Linked DNA regions of Mus musculus: region 2 is linked to region 1. Evidence: chromatin contacts called from public HiChIP or PLAC-seq data. All regions are on one chromosome and are shown on one strand. The core of a region is the stretch at or near the end of the contact, and the rest is flanking DNA. Distances in the headings are between cores, read along the strand shown.

Region 1 (6,907 bases), core at 3,764-6,263:
CCACCTGCCATGCCCCATCTCCTGAAAGGCCCCAAACTTCCAGAAACAGCACCACTTGGTCAAACAGTGAGCCTTTAAAGCACAAGCCTGTGGAACCTTTAGACTCCAACAATATTAAAGCCAAGTGTCTGCCTCTGTGTCTCTGAGGCCCTGGGACTCCTGCCTAGAGCCTACCCAGAGTGAACCAGTGACGGTGACGGTGACAGGGGTGAGTCTTGTTTGGGCTGATGCTCCTTTAGTTTTTATTAAGTTCCCCAAATCATGGATTTATTTTGTTTTCCAACGATAAGAAGACTGCCTTAGGAGTTTGTTGATTGCCTGTCCTAATATGACAATCGTCTGTCCTTAGGGTGTCTGTCTTATTTACAGCACTACTGCTGACCTGTCTCTTGTTCCCACCATGTTTACTGTGCATCCACAGAGGGAAACATCCAAGAGGACAAATGTGAATCTAACTGCCATGGAGCAAAGTTTGTCTTTGTTCAAAACTTTAATACAACTTTCCTCAGGCTTGTTTCATTTTGCCAGTGCGTTCAGGAGAATCTTTCCAAAGCTCTTACTGCGGGAACTGTGGAACTGTCTGGCTGTGAGTCTCTGAGCCCCTGAGCCCCTGAGCCATACCATGCACAGGCCACTCAGCTCACCATTCTCAGGCTCTGATGTGTTTGTACCTTCCTTGATCTGTAGCTTGCCTGGACCAGGCATCTTACATGCAAACGTGTGCACTTGACTTTCTAAATTGCATCCTTCTATGACAGGACAGTTTAGGGTTGAATTTAAAATTACAGTGGTTATGGACTGGAGAGATGGCTCAGCAGTTAGAGCACTGACTGCTCTTCCTGAGTTCAATTCCCAGCAACCACATGGTGGCTCACAACCATCTGTAATGGGATCTGATGCCCTCTTCTGGTGTGTCTGAGGACAGTGACGGTGTACTCACACACATGAAATAGATAGATAGATAGATAGATAGATAGATAGATAGATAGATAGATAGATCTTTTTAAAAATTACAGTGGTTACTACAACAAACTTCTGATGTGAACAAAATCCACTTGAAAGGAGCTTTAGAACAGAGGGGAACAAAAATGCAGGCACCCAAGAGTCTTCATCTGTTTATGAGGACGCAGCCACAGGAATCAGGTTCCAAAGAAAATCATAAATGGATTCCTTGACCAAAGCAAAATCATAAACAGCATAAAACTATCTTTGGGGTCATCCCACATCAGAGTTCAAACCTTCCATTCTCTTCTCCTTCCACCCTGCTTGCCTCCATCTTGTCTAGTTCTCCTCTGTCGCTTCCTATCATTTGGATAACCAGACACTACAACACTCATTTAACTCCATTAAACTACGGGGGTGGGGGGAGTCTGCTACAGTTATGTTTTGATTTCATTCTCAGTTAAAAACCATTGTCCATTGTAGAGGAATTTAGCATTGTTTTGGCAGTGTAACGTCAAGATATATACTAATTAGTTCATTTGATAGTTGGGACTTCAGAGGCAGAAAGTTCAACTAAGAAAGAAAAAACAAAGATGGGAAGGTCTCCTATAGTGACTTAAAAGAAACTGAATTTCATTTAAAAAATAAGGTTAAGATAGCATGGGTGTTTGGTCATGGTATTTTGAAGGCCATCTTTACATTTAGTTAAGAGAGGAGCCCGAAGGAGCCTTCAGGGAGAGCCTTGGAACCTGACGCTAGATAGATAGTATTTAGCAAGTCAGGAAGCAGGAGTGCTCTAGCTATTCTGCTTTTTGTGAGTGGCTTCAAACCATAAAGAGATTTAATAGGCAAGCAGACGCTAGAGTGGGAAATATTCCTGCAGTCAGGCTTCCCAAATCAGGCAGAATTCTTAGAAAGAGCGCAAGGATTAAGAAAATAAAAGTGGGAGTTCAGGAGGGGGAAGCCACAAGAGGGGTGTTCCAATTTACATTTTACCCTTGAACCCACCAGGGAACACATCCTTAAAGATTAAAAGACATTATTTCAAGTTACTGGTTGACATAAATGCAATATTGTCAGTGAGAGTCTCACTCTCCGCTGGCTCCCAGCGCCAACTCAGATGCCATTGTGAGGTCCCAGAGCTTCTCATTGCTTTTCCTGGTGTCTCTTTAGATTAAACAAACAAACAAACAAACACCAAAAACAATGAACAACAACAACAACCCTCAACAGTTCTATTTGTCTTCTCTAGAGGAGATCAATACTATATGGTGTCTGTGTCTTGGACTCACTGGGGTATCCTTCTCCTTTTCCCAAATGCCCAACCAAGAATCCAAGGCCACAATGTACCCTGGGACTCTCTTCTTCTTCAATATGTGGATGACCTTTTCTTGACTCCTACAAAGGAGAACTGTAAGACTGAGTCACCCCTCCGCTTACTTCTCTAGCTCAGAGAGGACCTAAGAGTGCCGTGCACAGGTTAATTTGTAAGGAAAGGCAAGATTTATTCCATATAGAGATAAACTTTTAATTGTAGAAAACCAGGCACCCCCAAAGGGGCTTAGACAAATTAGAGAAAAGACAGTTGCAAGGGTTTCCGATTCTTACTGACAACTGCAGCTAGTGTGATCCCACCTTTTCTGAAAGTTCTGTGTTGTTAATTTGACCTAATCAAGCCCCTAGTAACCTTTCCCCAGTGGATCCAAGGCTTTCGGGGAGTTAGAATTAGCACTTCAATACTGTGTGCTTCTGGGCCTACCTAAGTATCATAAACCTTTCAAGATCCAAGTATGAGAGAGATCTCATGAGCCCTTACCTTAATAAATATCAATATCCTGTTACAGTCTTTCCCACAGTCCAGGGGCTTTCACTTGTCTAGGGACAGCCACTAACAATGCAGTCAAAGCAGCCTTCAGGGCGGCTTCCACTCCTCATGTCTTTTGTTGCTCACTTGAAAGATGCACACTTCTGCTCATTGTGGAGGTGCACGCCGTTTGTATCAGCACTCAGGATGCTTGGTCTACACGGTGAGTTCCAGGCCAGACAGAGCAACATAGTGAGACCTGTCTCAAACAAAATACCAACCTGCCCCCCAACCCCCCATACTTCCTCCATGAACTTCATTGTCTTTCTTAGAAACACTAATAAGACTGTTGGGGTCAAAGCTGTTCCTCTTCATGTGGAGCAGTAAAATCATTGGGAGACCACCACGATGTTGGCTAGCAGCTTTGGTAAGCTGGCATCAGAGTGGTCTTGACTAAAGTTAATCCTGAATTTGTCTGTGAGATACAAGATTATGTAAATTAAATAAATAAATAACATTACTTTTCTTTAAAAAAAAAAAAAAAGGATCTTGCTATGTATCCCAGGCTGGCCTTGAATTCTTTTTAATCCCCCTGCCTTTAGTTTCCAAATACTATGACAGCAGGCGTGCACCACCACATGCAACAAACCCCACTTGCTACTTGCCTTTTATCTCACCAGATGTTATTAATGCAGTCACAGCTCTGTGACTTTTTCGTTTGTTCTTTTTCCTATAGGTTTCCACTCTCTCTTCCTAATGCTGGTCATTAGAAGATGAGGATCTTGGCTCTGCTAGCAAAGAGCTGAGACGCGGTCAGGCGCCTGGAGGAACACTTGCTTTGTATCTGAGGCACGAACTCTGTGCCCTCCCGTGCCCACACTCAAACTGATGATAGAGTCAAACAGACAAGAGCTAATGCTCTCTGCAGCCAGTCCTCCAGTATTTGCAACCGTGGTTGACAAAAGAATGGGAAGAAAAGATGGGGTTTCTTTGTTTCTATCAGTCTACCCTTCCCCTTTCTGTCAATCCTGCTGTTCCCTCTGGCCCCAGGGGTATCTCCCACTAACACTCTGACTAGGTAAATTGAAAACGCATTCTCAGGATACCCAAGTCAGTCTTTCACTCTTTCTGCCTTCCCCAACCCTCTCCCCACCCCATCCCCCTGCCCCACCGCCTCCGTGAAACCTAGTTCTGCAGAACCTCAGGTTCTGCACACAGGGGCAGGGAATCTTGCCTTCCAGGGAGGAAGGGGGCTTCATTTCGATCACACGGAGGAGCTGAAGTTTTGATAGGGACCGGCCCTGGTAATGGGCGTCAGGAGCCTGTGCTCTGATAGACCCGAAAACCTTAGTTCTGTACTGAAACTTGAAGCTGTAAATTTCCCGGCAGCAAGGGGCAGGGAGTGGAAGGACCTCCCGGAGAAGTAGAAAGCGGTCAGTTTCGAACTACTGAAAAGCTTGCCTGAAATCATTCTCGAACGTTTTCGGAATGGACCTCACAACAAGTGACTTAAGTACAGGCCCTGGGGATTTTTTTTTCAGTGTTGGCTGTGGTTTTAGCTACATCCTCAATTCCCAGGCAGGATTGACAGCTCCAGTTTCACCGAGGGTGGGGTCACGATACTTGCCTTCTAGCCAGGGTAGTCCTGGCTCCGCCCTCCAAGCCCCGCCCAGAGTCCTTTGAACTTCTGGGCACCGCTGGCCTTAGAGCGGAGCAGAGCGGAGTCGGGCGCTCCCTGGAGTTCTGATCAGCCTTTAGACACCAAAATAAAGTAGCAGCAAGTGGAAAATCAGCTGAGATCCTCTTTTAGAACCCAGAGTAGGCATTCCGATGGAAAGAGGAGTCCGGCAGTTAAAACAAACATAAACCCTCTCCGAGTTGGGGACATCCGAAGAGCTTAGGGACTTGCCCCGGCCGGTCTATCCGCAGCCCTGCGGGCGGGCGCGTTGCATCCGACCCGGATCCGCCAAGAGCCCGGGACCAGGACTGTCCTGTCGGCCGCTCCTCGGATTTGTGACGTGCCTCAGGCTGTGGCGGTGACGGGGCCACCACACAAAGCCGGGCGGTCCGGGCGGAGGACCCCAGGCCAAGAGTCCTGACGGGATGGGGAGGGAACGGGGAGCGAGGCGCCCCCGGGCTCCCGGGCTCCCCGCAGCATTAAAGTGAGCACCCAGTCAGCGGCGGGGAGCCGGCGGAGGGCGGCCCGAGATCGCCGTGTGCGCGCTTGGCTTCTGTGGCCTCGCTGGCGGTCGGCTCGCCTAGCCCGGCGGGGGATAGCCACGCCCACTTTGGGGTGGAGCCGCGGCCCGGGGAGGTTCCGCTGTTGGAGACGCCCGGGCACGGGGCGGGAGCTGTGGCAGCAGCTGCTGCACAGGAGGAGACAGCAGCGTCAGGAGCTGCTGCAGCAGCGGCGGAGGCTGCTTCTGGACGCCTTGGGGTCGCGCAGCCGCAGCCCCAGTCCAGAGGCTCCAGGCGGTGCGGTGGGCGCTGCCGCCGCCGCTGCTGCTGCTGCTGCTGCGGGCCCCTTGCCGTTACCCGGGCCCCCTCTGCCACCCGGGCCCCGGATGCCGTCTGCACTCCCGTCAAGCCTGCTGGAGAGTGCTCCCCAGCCTGGACGCCGCCCCCGGCCTGGTCTCCACTCCTCCGCCGCACCTCCCATGACAGCTCCTGCTCGAAGATGGCTGCGAAGGGCGCGCACGGCACCCACCTGAAGGTGGAGAGCGAGGTGGAGCGCTGCCGCGCCGAGGGCCAGTGGGACCGCATGTTCGAGCTGGCCCGGCATCTGCAGATGCTGGGCATTTCCGGCGGCGGCAGTAGCAACCGGCGAAACAGCCCGAGCGGCAGGTTCACCACTCTGGACACCGGTGAGTGAGGGAAGGGCAGATTCGCCCGGAGCGAGCGCGCGAAAAGCACCGCCTCGTCCAGGAAGCGCGACTCAACCGACCCGTCCCGGAGCCGGCGCTGGGTGCTACCCTCCGGCTTGCCGAGGCAGTTAGGAAAGTCGTCTGTCCCAAGAGAAAAATCGCTTTGCAGATTGGGTGTTTGAAGAGAAGAGAGAGAAAGAGAAAAGTTTGTGCTCTCTGCCTTTTAAGGTCACGTGGGTAACCCTACCCTGAAATGGAGGTTTCTGTAGGTATCAGAGAAGTGCATTCATTAGACCGGACCGTTGCCTCCCTAAACTGTCGAAACTCCCTCATGTTAAATTTGTTCCTCTGTGTCTTCTCTTATTTTCCCCTCAAATAAAGTTGAGACCAAGCTCTGTCCACAGCAGACTTAGACCGATGCGTTTGGTCAGAGAAGAGGCCGGCGAACCTCAGTTTCTTCGCCAGTGGCGGACACTGGCCCCATCCAGTCCTGGCAGCCTGTGGCTTTTGCAGCAGGGCTGGTTTAGTTGGGCTGGGCTCTTGTGCTGGGGCGGGAAAGCACCCTGATGGGGTAGAGGGAGAACCCCGCCCAGTCTTCAGACCCAGATCCTGTTTCGGGTGTCTTGCTCTCTGCGGTGGGAGAGGTTCAGAGCCCGCCGCGTGTGCACACCCACCTTTTCCGAAGTGGGCAGAGAATAAGTCCGACTATAAAGAGTTTTCCAAAACCACCCAGCCCGGGACACCTCTGTGGGAGCGATGGGGTGATTATAACCCTGATCCAATATAGTGCTTACTGTGTGCCACACCAACCTCGGGACTTTAGCCGTCACTCCTCCCAGCGACTCCTGTTTCCTGGATTTGCTGTATTTATAGGTAAATAGCTTCATCAATCAGCCAGTAAGTTGTGAAATCTGAACCCAGGATTCTGAGTACACCTTTTCGTTTGTCCTGTGTTCTCTCAAAGATGAGTACCCTTGCAGAGCAACTAGAGTGGATAGGAGGCAGGATGGTAGACAGTTATGGCTTAGATTGTAGAGCTCAGAGGAAAGGCAGCAGGCTTCAGAGTTGCAGCGGACCCTACAATAGAAGGGCAAGGTATTTCCCAGCATCCTGCATGCAGGAATCCCAGGAGGTCTGAGCATGGCAGGGGGAAGTGGTCAGTTTCTCCCTGTTCCAGGAAATGTATGGGAATCCTCTGGGCTGGTGCACGCGGGACACACTCAGGTGTTGGTACCTGGTACCTTGTGTGGGAATATGAGTGAGGTTGGTCCCACAGAGCAAGGTGCTGGGCCCCAGA
Region 2 (6,205 bases), core at 2,944-5,443, 280 kb after region 1:
GATGGTCAAGGCATCCATGATGGATGTGGTTCTGTCAAGCCCACTGGTCTGCTGTGAAGTGACTTCCTTTTTGCCCTAGTGTTTATCTGGGTTTCCGTGTGTGCTACAGAGAAGCCAAATCCCTGTCAGACTCCAGACCCAGGCCTGGGTGGAATGCTTATTCTCCACCCCCTACTTTTACTCTCCCTGGGAAATGTGACCAGAAGAAAGACCAGGTGAAAGGCCAAAGGCCAAGAACTAACAAGCTCTCAGGGAATTTAATATAAACATCAAGCATGATGGGAAATGTTCTTCCCTACTGAACACTAAGCCCATTAGCAGTAAAACGGCCCATTGTGATTGTCCCAGAGCTGGGCAGTGGCATGCTATCCAATTAGACCAGCTTTGAGCCAACTTAAGCCCCTGAATAATGCCCACTGGGATGCCGCAGGGGTTATTTTCTTGTCCTCTGTGTCAGGTAGGTTGGTCCAGGAACACTGTGAAAATGTTTGTCATTATTCTGGCTTTTCACAATTAGATTTTCTGAAACTGTAAACTTTTCTCAGGACTCAGAAGTGGGTACTAGAGTGTCAAGGGCTGGAGCAGGGTTTGTATGCAGCAGAGTGACCTCAGCTCCCTTCAGGCCTTCTGGCCACCTGCTCCCTCCCTTCTGATGCTGCCTAGAAGGAAAAGGTCATGAGATGTCCATTGTGGAGCCTAGGAACAGTCAAAATTTCCAAGACTGGGTTATTCACCAGGCAAACCCTCCATGACAAGGTAGATGGGAAGGTTGGAACCCAGAACCTCACAGATGCTCTTAGCTCACAAGCAGCCTCAGTTTTCAGCCATCAGGCCTGTGCACACCTAACACAGGGTGCTCATGGAGCCCCTCCAACACTCCAAAACCCTCTGCCTCCTTTAGCCTGCACTGCACTGGGCTGCGAAGTTCGTGGGATGCTTGCCTAGCATGTAGGAAGCCCTGGATCTGATGCCCAGAGCCACAAAAACTAGCTGTGGCAGCAATGTCTGCAATCCCAGCAGCTCTCAGGAGGCAAGAGCAGCAGGAGAATCAGTAGTTCAAGAACAACCTGGGCTACATAGCAAGATACTGGAAAAAGAGAGAGAGGGAGAGGGAGGGGGAGAGAGGGGGAGGGGGAGAGAGGGGGAGGGGGAGGGGGAGGGGGGAGAGAGGAAGGGGGAGGGGGAAGGGGAGAGGGAGGGGGAGAGAGATCCTAATGAGTATGGGAGGGAAATAGAAATAAAATCATCTGTACTTATTAAATCTCAAGATAATCTTTTTAAATAATGTGATGGGTTTCTTTCACATGTAACGTAATTCTGCTGGCTCCAGCCCTCTACCAGCGCCCGACTCCTGCGTGCTGCTTGCACTCGAGAGAAAAGAACAACCAAGAAGCCAATAGCAGAAGCAACAGCTTAGCCTCAACCTTCTAGAGCAGTGGTTCTCAGCCTTCCTAAGCCTGAGACCTTTAGTACAGTTCCTCATGTTGTGGTGACCCCCCCCCAAACACAAAACTATTGCATTGTTACTTCATACCTGTAATTTTGCCTCTGCTATGAATCAGATGTAAATATCTGATATGCACAATGTCTGATATACGATCCACAGGTTAAGAACTGCTGTTCTAGAAGCTACCCCTCCTGGACTGGGACTTTCTCTCCCCAGTGGAATCTTTACTGGGCCACACCCTACTATTGTCCAGCCTGACTTGAAAGCCAGAAGTTCAGAGTAAATTGTGGAGAATTTGTTGATCCAGTTCATAGCAGTGGGACACTCTTTCCTCCCTGAACTCATCCTAAATGTAATCATGATTTGGTTCCAATCTGAATCTGGTTCTATCTGAGGACAGGCACGCAACCTAACAGCCTGCGTGTGCCTGACATCATCAGTAAGTATCCAGGCCACCTCCTCCGCAGCCTGCTAGACCAATGTTACTGTCGGAACACTACCATGTGAACACATAGGTCGCATTCAACTTTCTAGACGGCACATGTGAGAAAAGAAAATGGAGGCCGGGCATGGTGGCGCACGCCTTTAATCCAAGCACTCAGGAGGCAGAGGCAGACGGAGTTCTGAGTTCAAGGCCAGCCTGGTCTACAGAGTGAGTTCCAGGACAGCCAGGGCTATACAGAGAAACCCTGTCTCAAAAAAGAAAGAAAGAAAGAAAGAAAGAAAGAAAGAAAGAAAGAAAGAAAGAAAGAAAGAAAGAAAGAAAGAAAGAAAGAAAGGAAGGAAGGAAGGAAGGAAGGAAGGAAATGGGCTGGAGAGGCAACTCTGTAATTAAGAAGTCTTCCTCCTGTGTGTGTGGGGCTGGGACTCAAATCTCAGCTCATATGTCAGGTGACTGGAAATCCAGCTCCAGGAGATCCGTCCTTTGTTGTTCGCTCCTGGCGTCCACGGGCACTGTACACATGTGCTGTGTGGTGGTTTGAATCTGCTTGGCAAGGGAGTGGCACTACTAGGAGATGTGGCCTTGTGGGAGGTGTGGCCTTGAAGGAAGTGTGTCACTGTGGGGGTGGGCAATGGGAGCTTTTTCCTAGAGGATGCCAGTCTTCTCCTGACTGCTTTAAGATGAAGATGCAGAACTCTTAGCTCCTTCTCCAATACCATGACTGTCATGCCTCCCACCATGGTGATAATGGACGGAACCTCTGAACCTGGAAGCCAGACCCAATTAATATTGTCCTTTATAAGTGTTGCCTTGGTCATGGTGTCTGCTCACAGCAATGGAGACCCTAACTAAGACACACCACACACATGCACTGCAATCATGCTTGAGCATGTACACACAGAGGCAGGTGAGTAAAATGATGAAATAAATAAAAATCGTCTTGGAAAAGACAAAAGGTGAACACGTGAGTACGGTACGTCTGTGCACGTATGTGCAGGAATGCTTTCCTGATGTGTGTGTGGTGCAGTGGCAGGCACCTTCCCCTATCACTCTCTGCCTTGTTTTATTTTATTTTCAAGTAGGATCTCTGAGGGACCCTGGAGTTCACTGGTCAGGGCCGCTGGCCTCCAGGATTGGCTGTCTCCTCTCTATCAGTGCTGGGTTTACAAAGAACCCCACCACAGCTGGCTTTCACGTGGGTACTACAGATCTGAATTCGGGTACTTAGGCTTGCCCAGCAAGCATTTTACCTACTGAGCTACCTCCCCAGTGATCAAAATTAATGATAATAATGTTTATATATCCGAAATGTCAAAATATTGCATCAGCATATGAATAAAACATTATCATTACTGTTGTTGTTGCTGCTGCTGCTCCTTTGGTTTTCTGAGGCGATCTCACGTGGTTCAGGAGAGCCTTGAATTTTCTGAGAATGGCCTTAAACTTCTGCTCCTCTCGCCTCCATCTCTTGCATGTAGGAAACACAGGCACGTACCACCATGGCCAGATGGAAAAAATATTGGAGTTTTTTTAGTTTAGTGTCTTAGTCAGGGTTTCTATTCCTGGACAAAATATCATAACCAAGAAGCAAGTTGGGGAGGAAAGGGTTTATTCAGCTTACACTTCCACATTGCTGTTCATCACCAAGGAAGTCAGGACTGGAACTCAAGCAGGTCAGGAAGCAGGAGCTGATGCAGAGGCCATGGAGGGATGTTCCTTACTGGCTTGCTCAGCCTGCTCTCTTATAGAACCAAGACTACCAGCCCAGAGATGGTCCCACCCACAAGGGGCCTTTCCCCCTTGATCACTAATTGAGAAAATGCCTTACAGCTGGATCTCATGGAGGCATTTCCCCAACTGAAGCTCCCTTTTCTGTGATAACTCCAGCTGTGTCAAGTTGACACAAAAGTAGCCAGTACAGTTTAGTTTAGTTTTTTTTTTTTTTTGGTTTGGCTTTTCACGACAGAATTTCTTTGTGTAGACTTGGCTGTCACAGAGCTCGCTCTGTAGACCAGGTTGGTCTTGAATCCAGAAATCCACCTGCCTCTGCCTCCCTAGTGCTAGGATTAAAGGCGTGCGCCACCACTGCCCAGCTAAAATATTGTTAATAAATATTGTGCTTCCTTTTTTTCCCAGTGAGTCTTTGAAATCCTTTGTGTCTTTCACCCTTACAATACCACCCATGGGAACAGTCAAAGCATGCAGGTGACTGGGATGCTGGACTTGGGTTTCAGGCAAACGTTAGCTTCAGTGGTTAACCCCAGGAGGCCTCCTGACTCATCTTATGCCCTTTCTTGGATTGTTTCTCAGCTGGGCCCAACAGCTCAGTGGTAAAGAAATGGAGGTGGGCTATTTGCACATGAAAAGGGCCATCCCTTCAGCAAACCAGTTGCCAAGACAGACAGGAAAAGCAGTTCTTACTCCTCATAAATGAAGGCCAGGCATGGCAGTGTATACCTTTAATCCCAGCAGCACCCAGGAGGCACAAGCAGACGGATCCCTGTCAGTTCTAGATTAGTCTATTCTACATAGTGAGTTCCAGGCTAGCTAGGGCTACATAGTGACACCCTGCCCCTGCCCCCCTCCAAATCTAATAGATTCTGAGTGCATACGCAAGAAAGCAGCTCAGAACACACAGCCAAACACCAATGATAAACTCTCTCACTCACATCCTTCTCTGCTGACAGTAGTTAAAGCTAAGAAAAATGAGTGTGGTACCCATAGCCATGCACACACAGGCTTGTGTGCGCTCACACACACACACACACACACACACACACGCACGCACGCACGCACAAGGATAAATGAATGCATAAATATTTATTAAAATAAAAACTAGCTTGTGTGAGTCACTGAAGTGTCATTACTCAGACACAAGGGACAAGGTGAGAAAACACAAAATCACTCTCAGACTAAGGGAGACAACGAAGGCCAAACTTCTCTAGAGAGTGAAGTGGTGGATCTATTGAACACCTACTACCTGCCTGGTACATGCGTACTTCATTTAACTTCAGTAAGCATTTCAACAACCCTATCATCCAGTGTCATCATGTCAGCTACACATCTTTGTACCCATTTAGTAGATGATGCAGTTAACTCGAAAGGGGATGAAGGATGGCAAGATGCTGGGACCCTGGGGCACTGGGCACACAAAAAAAGAAGAAGGAACGAGAGGGGTGGGAGGTGGGGGGAGCAGGATGGAGAGAGATGGAAGTTCCTCGGAGAGAGCAGGGTGGAGACAAGTTCCACGGAGCCACTGTGCCCAGTTTCGCTCAGGTTCAGACGGGCTTTGGCTCTTCCCAGGATAGATAAGAGCTGGAGCTTCAGGCGTTGTGCTTAATTTCCTTGTTCATTCTGCAATAGGTGTGAGGATGAGCGGCCTGCAGTGACTGTTGGGCTCCACTGAGGTTCCTGGGCCTCCTCCTCTGCACCTTTGGCTTCCTGCTTGGCAATCCTCAATCAGGTGAAGGCACAGTCGCTGGCTTCCTTTTTCCACTTAGGGTGAGCTCCTTTCAATAGGTGTAATTGCTCCAGCTGTTCACTGAGCAAGACCAGGCGACTGAGCTGAATGCGGTGACTCTCGCCCATAATCCTTACACTTGAGAGGGTCAGGAGTTCAAGGGCAATCTTGGCCACATGTGAGTTTGGAGCCAGCCTGGGACAAATAAATATGGAAAAGGAAGCAAGTTAATTCTTGGTTTATAAAGATAATTTATGTTCTCAGCCGGGCGTGGCGGCGCACGCCTTTAATCCCAGCACTTGGGAGGCAGAGGCAGGCGGATTTCTGAGTTCGAGGCTAGCCTGGTCTACAGAGTGAGTTCCAGGACAGCCAGGGCTATACAAAGAAACCCAGTCTCAAAAAAAGATAATTTATGTTCTCTTTATAGATCAACTTGCACATAAGGAAAGGAATGAAGACGAGTAAACGCTGGCCAATGCTGCTTCTCTCCTGAGTGGCTGGTACAGGCGCTGGTGTTTTGGGGCCAGTTATGTAGTTCTTATCATTTACATGTAACCAGTCATCCAGTGGTTAATCTCTTCATGTCTAAAGCAGGCTAATAATACAGTTTGCATCACAGCTTCCTCAAAGGGAAACTCCAATAGGACCCTTGACAAAGGAAAGGAAAAATTTCAGGACCGACTGTCTAAATAAAGAAGCATAGGAGCATCCCAAAAAGCTGAGATGGGTCTGGAGATGACCCAGCAGCTAAGTGCCCTTGCTCTGAAATCATGAACGTTCAGAGTTCAAATCCCGGCACCCACACAAGAAGTCTGACTTCACTGTATCAACTTGTAACCTAGTTGGGGTTTGCTGG

Evidence for each region. HiChIP or PLAC-seq counts read pairs in DNA pulled down with a chosen protein or histone mark.
Region 2: a contact with region 1 is called in an H3K27ac HiChIP or PLAC-seq map of epiblast stem cells. The contact joins the enhancer-like site here to the promoter of 4833418N02Rik in region 1. A contact is called at or near these places in 1 of 39 promoter capture datasets (embryonic stem cells), 5 of 484 Hi-C or Micro-C datasets (bone marrow-derived macrophages, embryonic fibroblasts, embryonic stem cells and 2 more), 40 of 115 datasets of contacts at active chromatin or transcription factors (the 230-238 cell line, CD8 T cells, the HPC-7 cell line and 27 more) and 3 of 9 other capture datasets (adipose tissue, liver and pancreatic islet).

What each region holds. Positions count from the first base shown.
Region 1 is chr17:87,277,801-87,284,707 of GRCm38.p6, forward strand. 4833418N02Rik (RIKEN cDNA 4833418N02 gene) reads right to left here and starts at 5,014. Exons shown (of 5, transcript NR_015506.3): 1 at 4,374-5,014; 2 at 2,759-2,962. It overlaps Ttc7 (tetratricopeptide repeat domain 7), which reads left to right and starts at 5,086. Exons shown (of 20, transcript NM_028639.3): 1 at 5,086-5,610. The coding sequence starts at 5,424.
Region 2 is chr17:87,554,403-87,560,607 of GRCm38.p6, forward strand. It overlaps Gm46587 (a long non-coding RNA gene), which reads right to left. Exons shown (of 2, transcript XR_001782168.1): 2 at 4,695-5,544. Among named protein-coding and RNA genes, the nearest start is that of Gm46587, 13 kb to the right of the region's middle. Within about 2 kb of position 4,194, at least 9 of the 459 cell types and tissues checked have an H3K27ac peak or open chromatin away from gene starts, as enhancers often do. A contact at or near this core is called in the SCID.adh cell line, differentiating embryonic stem cells and epiblast stem cells, where this site is marked.